Regions from separate parts of the Gossypium hirsutum genome. Here region 1 is linked to region 2. A link is a contact called in public Hi-C data. All regions are on one chromosome and are shown on one strand. The core of a region is the stretch at or near the end of the contact, and the rest is flanking DNA. Distances in the headings are between cores, read along the strand shown. Region 1 holds the start of LOC107948045 (60S ribosomal protein L27-3). Region 2 holds the start of LOC107948552 (2-oxoglutarate-dependent dioxygenase DAO).

Region 1 (4,225 bases), core at 1,565-4,064, 540 kb before region 2:
AACCATTGCTTATCGTGATGGATGGTTTTCAGTTTGATTACCATCTCAAAAATTGTTCCAATAACAGTTACATGATTTGGAGTTGCACCCTCTAATAATACTTTGTTCCTATGGATCCAAATACTTCACAAGGTGATAATGAAGGTAACATTTACCACGATTTCCTTTTCAATCTTCGCATGTTACATGAATTTTGTAATCCAGAAACCATTTCAGTGTACATTAAGATTGCATGTTCTAACTTCCGAAGCAAATTGAGTGATAAAACAAATAAGTTCATAAAAATATTGGTATTATTGTCCAAATTCATTTCCCACATAGTTTTTTAAATTATAAAAATTTAAAACTATAGAAATTTTACAGCGTAATAAAATTAAAAACTAAAAAAAGAAGAGAAACAATAGTTATTACATTAATTTATTCAGGTTAATTTTAGGTGGACTTTTGTAGTTTTTAAAAAGGTTAAATTTTATTAGTAACCTATGTACTATGTATAAATTATAGATTTATCATTTTTAATCTCTATACTTTTAGGGTTTTAAGATTTTAATCTTTGATAACTATTAAATTCATTAAGTTCTGTGTTATATATATAAGATTAATAGCAAGATTTAACTAAACAAATTTAATTATTATCATTTATTCAGAACTAAAATCTACAACTTATACAAAATCAAACTTTTTAAAATTATAAGATCTAAAAAGAATTATAAAAGAAACATTAAAAACGACTACAATCTAAAATGAGCGGTCGATTTGGCATTTGAAACAAATTTATTATTAGAAATCTAGTTTTGACATTGCAGTTATACATTGAAAAAGGAATTAGTATCAACTTCAGAAACTTAATAAAAAAGTTATAATTGGCGTGAGATGGCAGAAAAGTATCATTTCTCCCTTTATTTATAATTTTTATAATGTAACTACAAATAGATGTGAAGCCCTAGGCAAATCATTGCTAATCCAAACCTATATAACGTGTAAAATTAAATAATTGCCGTCTAGTCCAAAAAAGATGAATCAAATGTACAACATAAAACACAAAATTGATAATGGTGGAAACCGACTAACTGGTAGGAAAGGTGGCTTGTTCACCCCCTTAAAAGGCACAGAACCATCGACGGTAGCAGGACAGTTGCAAATGTTATAGGGAAGGAGAGCAAGTTGAAAGGTAGAGGATATATTGGAATGGAATGGCCCCTTGTTAAAAGAATGAGAGGACTTACATACAAAAGATACAGGAGATGTCATGTTCAAAGTTTTACTGATGACAAGGTCACATCTTGTTGCCCCTTTATACAGGGTGCAACATGACCACGTGGATCGAAAATGAGACATTCTAAGGCAGCTTAGCAATCAAGGAGCGTGAGGCCAAGTACTCTTGACGAAGGTAGTCCATAAGCGGCATTGTGTTCAAGGGGTGACATGTGGAGCCATTTCCGGAGGTGGTATAACAAAAATGAACACTACTTTAAACCCAAAGGAACAATGCAGGGTAACAAAATCCAAGTAGGTCAGATTTTGAAAACTAGAAATGTAAAACACTGCTTTTTAGAATATTGCCTACTATTTGCTTGACTTTCATGAACTTTCCTCTAAGTGGTGGTTGTGTAACGAGTGCATAATGTTCACTGCAACGCTCGTTATACGAGTAAACTATAGGTAACAAACAACCTCTGTCCACTGGATTTGCACATCAAGCCCTCCCATATGGATTATGATTCCAATTTCAATAAGCCCCACTCCGCTACCTCAAGCTTCCGATAACCAAACACAAGAACATGTTGCTCACTTCAACTAAGAATCAAATAGTTTGTATAATGGATAAACCCTAAACTAAAAGCTTAATCTCCCGATCAATGCAGATTTACAGAAACAGCGATAACCATGAAAAGCCACATCCAAGCATATTCAAAATGCAGTAAAGCATACCCATTTCTTGGGTTAGCTAAAACATTCAAAAATCCAAAAATAAATCAGTGACAGTGATGACATTATAATAGGTTCAAACATTAAAAGATTCAATTCTCAACCTCCATTGACCTACAGATCTACGTTAAGACAAAATGATAAATCATAAAGGACAAAAAATAGTTCAAAAGCTTAAATTTCTTATAGAAATGAGCAAATCACGTTCCATAATATAACAAAAATAATAACCCAGAAATATCTTATCCAAACAGATTCAAAACCCGTCATTAAATTCAAAATTGTTCGATAAAACTACATAAGCATAAAACATGTTCCAATAAAACACTTAAAACCTGAGCTTAGTAAAGAACCACCTGTTTTTCCCAGTCTTGAACCTCTCTTCAAACCTCTCCTTAGTTGCCTTACAAGCGGCCACTTTCTTGTCCTTGGTCTGGAGAGCATCGACGGTAACCACGTCTTTCAAGTCCACATCGAGGGTGTAGCGCGTGGGCATCAGGTGCTGGTAATTGACGAGCTTGATGAAGCACTTGACGCGTGACTTCTTGGCGGTTTTCTTCGCGGAGTCCTTGCGGATAACCTTGCTTGGATACTTCTTTATCCCTGCAACCAAACAATGGCCATAGGCGCGGTCACGTGTGCCATCGTCGAAAGATCTGACAATGACGGCTTTGCGGCCAGCGTATCGGCCCTGGAGGACGATAACTGCCTTGTTTGGTTTAAGAAACTTCACCATGGCGACGGCGGCAGCTGCGGCTCTGATTCTCTTCTCCCAAAAACCCTAAGTAAAGAAACAAGGAAAAAGGGAAATGAGGTAATATATACTGCGAGTTGAGTGAAACCCTATAGGTTTCGGAATCTTGGTGGGCTGGGCTTACATTTATGAACTCCCTAGCTATACTAAGAATCATAGGTTTATTTTATTTGGATTAGATTTTGGGGCCTTAATTTTCCGGTCAGAGTGATGGGTCTATTTAGGTCCAATAATTTCGCATGCATTTTGTATGCAAATAAATATAAAAGAAGGTTATATAACATCGATTTTTAAATTAAAATTTTTAAATAATTTAATGACTATTTTATAATTTTTTGAAGTTAAGTGATCAAAACGTAAATTTATTAATAATTTAGTAACTTTCAATTTAGTTTACTTTAAATATTTATATATTAGTAATTTGTGTTTTATGATATGATTCGTTCATGTGTTTTTATAGGATTTTTTTATTTGAATAGTATGAAAACGATACTCAAAATAGTATAAGTTCAAGATTATTTATTAAAATAAAATGAAAACTACAATGAAGGTGAAAGTTGCACAAGCTACATGATTTTATCCAAAATACGAAACTTAAATATGTGCATGGATCTCGAGTTATAATGTACGGTTGTTTTTTATAGGTTTTAGTTCAAGTAGTCTAACTCATTGATTTTAGTTTAAATTGTATCAATTTTTAATATAATCATAATTTTTAGTATAATCATTATTATCACTAAGTATGCATATAAGCACTAGTTTAGAACATAATTTATTTGAATTTTAATTATTAATGCCATGTCAGATTATAACTTGCGAAATAAGTTAATTTAAAATTTCAATTACTTCATAAATATTTTATATATAAGTTAGTGAATTTTTTTTGAAAGAATATAAGTTATGATTAAAAATTAATACAAGGATTTAGTCAAACATATAATATGAATATGTTATGTGTGATTTTTTTTCCATTTGTAAAAAAATGTTATTAAATTTGTAAATATTATAGTTATATGAAATAATTAGATTATAAGACACAATTAAAGCTATTAAACAACAAACTTAACCATATGGTGTAATTTACGACATAAAACTTTATGCGACTTACATACATATGATATGATAATATCCAAAATTAGTTTTGTGAATACTATAAGTTCCCCGCAATTTTGAAAGATCATTTAATTTGTATGGTATATCATACAACTATAATTTTGTGGGACTAAGTTTTTGTTTAAGTCCAATTTAAATAAAAATTTTAAAATTTAGATTCAATCCGTATTAAATTTTTTAAATTTTATTTTTTATATAATTTTAAAAAAAAATAAAATACACTAAATAGACTAAAAACATTAAAAATAAATATTTCACGATAAATTGAAAATAAATTTTTAAAAAAATCTTTATACTTAAATAACACTAAGATAAGTTCAACTTAACAAGAAAATGTATCTAAAATAGCCGCAAAATTAACAATAAAACAAGTGTTATATAATATTCAAACATTAACAACAAAATAGTAGCAATATAATAATGAAATGG
Region 2 (4,187 bases), core at 806-3,305:
TTTCATCATCAATAGCAACAATAGCAACAAAATATGTTCAAGTCTTGCCACAATTTGCAATTTAGCCCTTCTACTAAAAAATGAACAATTAATCCCAGTACATTAGATCAAAAAATAAATTGATCATTTTAAGAATTTTATCCATTTCTACAGCTAAAAATTGATCCTCATACATCGGCATAAGGTATACATAACATACCACAAGTCACTATCTGATTATTCAATTAGTCGCGTCAGTCTTTTTTTTTTATCAGAAGGAGCAAAATACAAAGTCATGATACATTTACCTCTTGCCACATCTTAGAGATTTTAAGGCCAATCTGAATTTTAGGTCCAATTTCTCCGCAAAAATGCAAATCCGGAGGTTCAGGCAACCCGTTTTGCAATGGAATATACAGTCATTATATGTTGGAAATGAGTATGGACTATTTTTACTTTTTACTTCATTTCTAGGGAAATTCAAATTCATGCTTTATTCATCAAACAAAGGGTAGAAGGGGAGGACTTTCATTACATTGCAATATGCTTTACACAATCTTTCTTTAAGATCAGGTACGTACAAGTGCAAGAGCCTCACCAGCTTGCAATTTCGTCGACAGCCGCAGCTTCCTGTACTCCTCGTACGTGAACGAGTTGTAAAGTCGCGGGTGGTCCGAATCCACCAGTTCCGGTGGCGGATCCACCGCTTCCTCTTCCGGTCCCAAGAGGAACGTGGCGATCGACACTCTAGTTTTCGCCTCCTTGCATTGCACTCTGTGCTTCACCGTGTGTAACCTTCCATTGCTCCATACCTGAATCAGAATCAACAAGATTACGACACGAGAATACACGAACTGCCACATCTAAAGAAAGGGATGATTAGCTCACCGTGGCCATATCCCCAAGATTGACAAGGAGGCTGCCAGGCAAGGGATCAACAGCTACAAATTCACCAGATTTGTCCATCACTTCAAGTCCACCAACATTCTCATCGTCTTGAAGTATTGTTAAGAAGCCAGAATCAGTGTGTAATTGGACCCCAGCCGAGCCTACAGATTGAGGGGTGAAATGGTACTTATTTATCCTAAATTGGCAAGGCCATTCCTTGCAGTAATCACCCTTCAATCCCATACTCTCTGCTATTTTTCCACCTATATCCATGATTACCTCATGTATTGCTTTAGCATACTTCTCTACTGCGTCTCTGGGTCAATATAAATCAAACCGAATTTCATTTGAACATGTCGAATCATATGAACTTCAAATTGGGTATTCAAAATCTAAAATCGAACAAGAACAATCCCATGTAGACAAAATCAAAAGGAGGGGGGGGGCAGACCTTTGTGAAGGAGAGGCATCCAACTGAGAGCAGAAGGTATGAATAGCCTGGGAGGAGGCCATATCATAGAGACCCAATGCTTCATAAAGAGGGTTTTTAGGACTGGGAGCCCAATAACCACTGCCGGCAATGACATCGACGTTGTTTTGCTTGATTTGGATGGGGAGGTCAAGCAATGATCTCACAACTTTCTTCATTTCCTGCATCAATTCAAAAGGGATGTTGTGGTTGACTACCCTGAAACAACCCCATTCTTCAGATGATCGCCTTAGTTTCTCATACTGTGCTGGAAAATCTGAAAGATCAATGGTTGGAATACTCTGGGTTTTATCCATTTTTTTTTTCACTCACTTTCCTCTGCTTATTTCAATTCTTCATATGGGAACTGATAATAGCTTTTATATATTATAAGGGTTATTAAGTATTGTTGAGCCTTGGTTAATGCTGAAAGTGGGGGATTGAGCTAGCAGCAACGGGACAGCTTTTAGCTTCTTCTTCCGACAAAGTGAGGCAATTTACCAAGAAAAAACAAGGAAATCCACGACATTGTGTTTGGATTGAAAGCAATGGCAAATTGGCAATGGTATACAAAGATGGAGATGAGTCCAAAAAGAAGAAAGAAAATAATAATAATAATAATGGGTGTAAGTGCATGATCCAAAACCCAATCATGTTTTTCACGTTTCCATTTTCTGGTAAGATATTTTGCCAAACCAATACGCAACTCAAAGATAAGAGTTATGTTTCAACAAAAGCCGTGTTTATCGGTATATAAGAAAGAAAAAAAAAATTCAAACATCCAATTAAGTGCCAGCCAGCAAACTGTTCTTTTTAAGAAATCAAATTCAACTTATAATTTTTTTAATATAATATTTAAAATTACTAATAATTCATTCTAAATTTTAAGTAGAAGAATAATATATTTTAATACACTTGAACTCAAGTCCTTTTACTTAAGTAATAATGTTGATGTCAACTAAATTAAAGCTTAAAACTATTTAGTAATATTTTTTAAAAGTACTAAAAAAACACTTTTAAATAAAAGCTAAAATTTTTTGTCAAAAAATATTTTTTCAAAGAATTTTTTTTTGTCTTTTTACTTAAAAGTGTTTTTTTGTTCCAAATATGCTTCTAATAATGCTAAACTGACTTTTAGTTTAACATTACTTCTCAAAAGTGTTTAGGGGTCAAAAGTGTTTTTGTCAAAACAATATTAAACAGATAACTTCCAACATCGAAAGTGTTTTTGAAAAATACTTTTGAATTTTTTTTAACTTTTGCTTTTGGCAAAAGTATTTTTAAAAATAAAAGATAATTTTAACTATTATAAAATATTTTATATAATATTTATATATATAATTACCTTACTATTGAAATTTATTTTAAATATATAATATTATATATTTAAATTTTTATTGATTATATTTTAAATGTTAAAATATAATTTATATATTCAAATTAAATTTTATAAAAAATTAGTATTAATTGTTTAAAAAATATTTAAAATTTATATTTTATATATTAAAATATTAAAAAATTATTTTTATATTCTTACTAAACTATCATAATATTAACTAAAAATACATATTTGTTACATTATTATCACCATGTCTAAAATAAACATTTTATTTTTCAAGAGTAATTTTTAAAATTATTTTTTCACAACACTTTTTAACTATCCTAAGACTCAATAGACAGCATACAACATTTATTATAAAAAATCTAGCAATTCATACTAATAGGTGATCAAATTAATCAAACTATCCATTTCTAATCTAATCAAATTTTCTAATTTAATTAAATAATTTATAAAAAAATAATCATCGATTTAACCACTAATTTAACCAATAATCTGTTCATACCCTTCATAAATCATCATTCTGTTCAACCCTTACTCCAAATTATAGCCCGATCAGTCCGGTGTTGTTCTAAAAAGAGTGCCCTAACCTCGAAGCACTCGGGAGACGTTAATATTGAACCACCCAAACTCTATTTCAAACTATAATACTGAAACATAACTCAAATCCACCGCTAGAATGATATAAATACAATCTCAACACAAAATACCATGAAAAAAGTACGAACAAATACCCAAAGCCAATTCTCAACACGAGATTTAAAAACCAGTTTTCTGGCATTCATTCTACAAGATACAAGTTCCATGCTAAACACAACAAAATTAAGCAAATTCTAGCTTCCTTTTCTGTATGTATAGAACAGTGAGAATACACTTCAATGGTGCCTACCTCTACCTGGCTTCAATTCTTCTTTAGGTCAGATGAGCAAAAAATTGTGGGAAAGACGAAAACAGGTTGATCTTCTAGAAAGGCTAATGCAATCGTATCAAAGATAATTAAGCTGCTTTCTGACGAACAAACCGCTGTAAACTTTTCGGCATTTCAGTTTCCGGATTGGTTTTCTGCTTCTTTCTAGACCTTTCATGTTCCTGTATTTGCTGTTCCAAGAACGGTTTCTTGGCTCTTTCAATCATCTCTTGTCTCTTCTTTGCTCTCTTACTCGGCTTGTTCCTTCCCTTTGTTTTCTTTTTAAAGTCGGTATCCTTTGCAGTTTCAATGGCAGCTTCCATTTCAGCTTCTATCTCCTTCTTCGTTGGCTTCTCTTTCTTTTGTGGTGCTCTCACTGTACCAACCTTGGTTGGGTCCAACATTATTGTTTCGGGTGGAAGCTTGTCGAGCAGAGAGTGCACTTCCTTCTCTCGCCTCTGTTTAGATGTTTCGAATGGGTTTGCCACCCAAGAATCAAAGTTGGGTTCCCCGGATCCTGGAATAAGAATACTAGACCAACCCATGGAGTGTCCTATCCCCAAAACATCTTCATACGGTCGAAACAAAACTTTCCCTACCTGGTA

Evidence for each region. Hi-C and Micro-C count contacts between places; a contact is called where the count stands out from the background.
Region 1: a Hi-C map of leaf shows a contact between it and region 2, with 2.7 times the contacts expected there. The contact joins the promoter of LOC107948045 here to the promoter of LOC107948552 in region 2. A contact is called at or near these places in 8 of 34 Hi-C or Micro-C datasets (callus, hypocotyl, leaf and 1 more).

Annotation. Positions count from the first base shown.
Region 1 is chrA07:85,583,599-85,587,823 of Gossypium_hirsutum_v2.1, reverse strand. It overlaps LOC107948045 (60S ribosomal protein L27-3), which reads right to left and starts at 2,814. Exons shown (of 1, transcript XM_016882524.2): 1 at 2,092-2,814. The coding sequence starts at 2,665. The coding sequence ends at 2,258.
Region 2 is chrA07:85,042,936-85,047,122 of Gossypium_hirsutum_v2.1, reverse strand. LOC107948552 (2-oxoglutarate-dependent dioxygenase DAO) reads right to left here and starts at 2,055. Exons shown (of 3, transcript XM_016883139.2): 1 at 1,319-2,055; 2 at 868-1,183; 3 at 447-791. The coding sequence starts at 1,653. The coding sequence ends at 549. It overlaps LOC107948551 (probable U3 small nucleolar RNA-associated protein 7), which reads right to left. Exons shown (of 7, transcript XM_016883138.2): 7 at 3,334-4,187. The coding sequence ends at 3,672.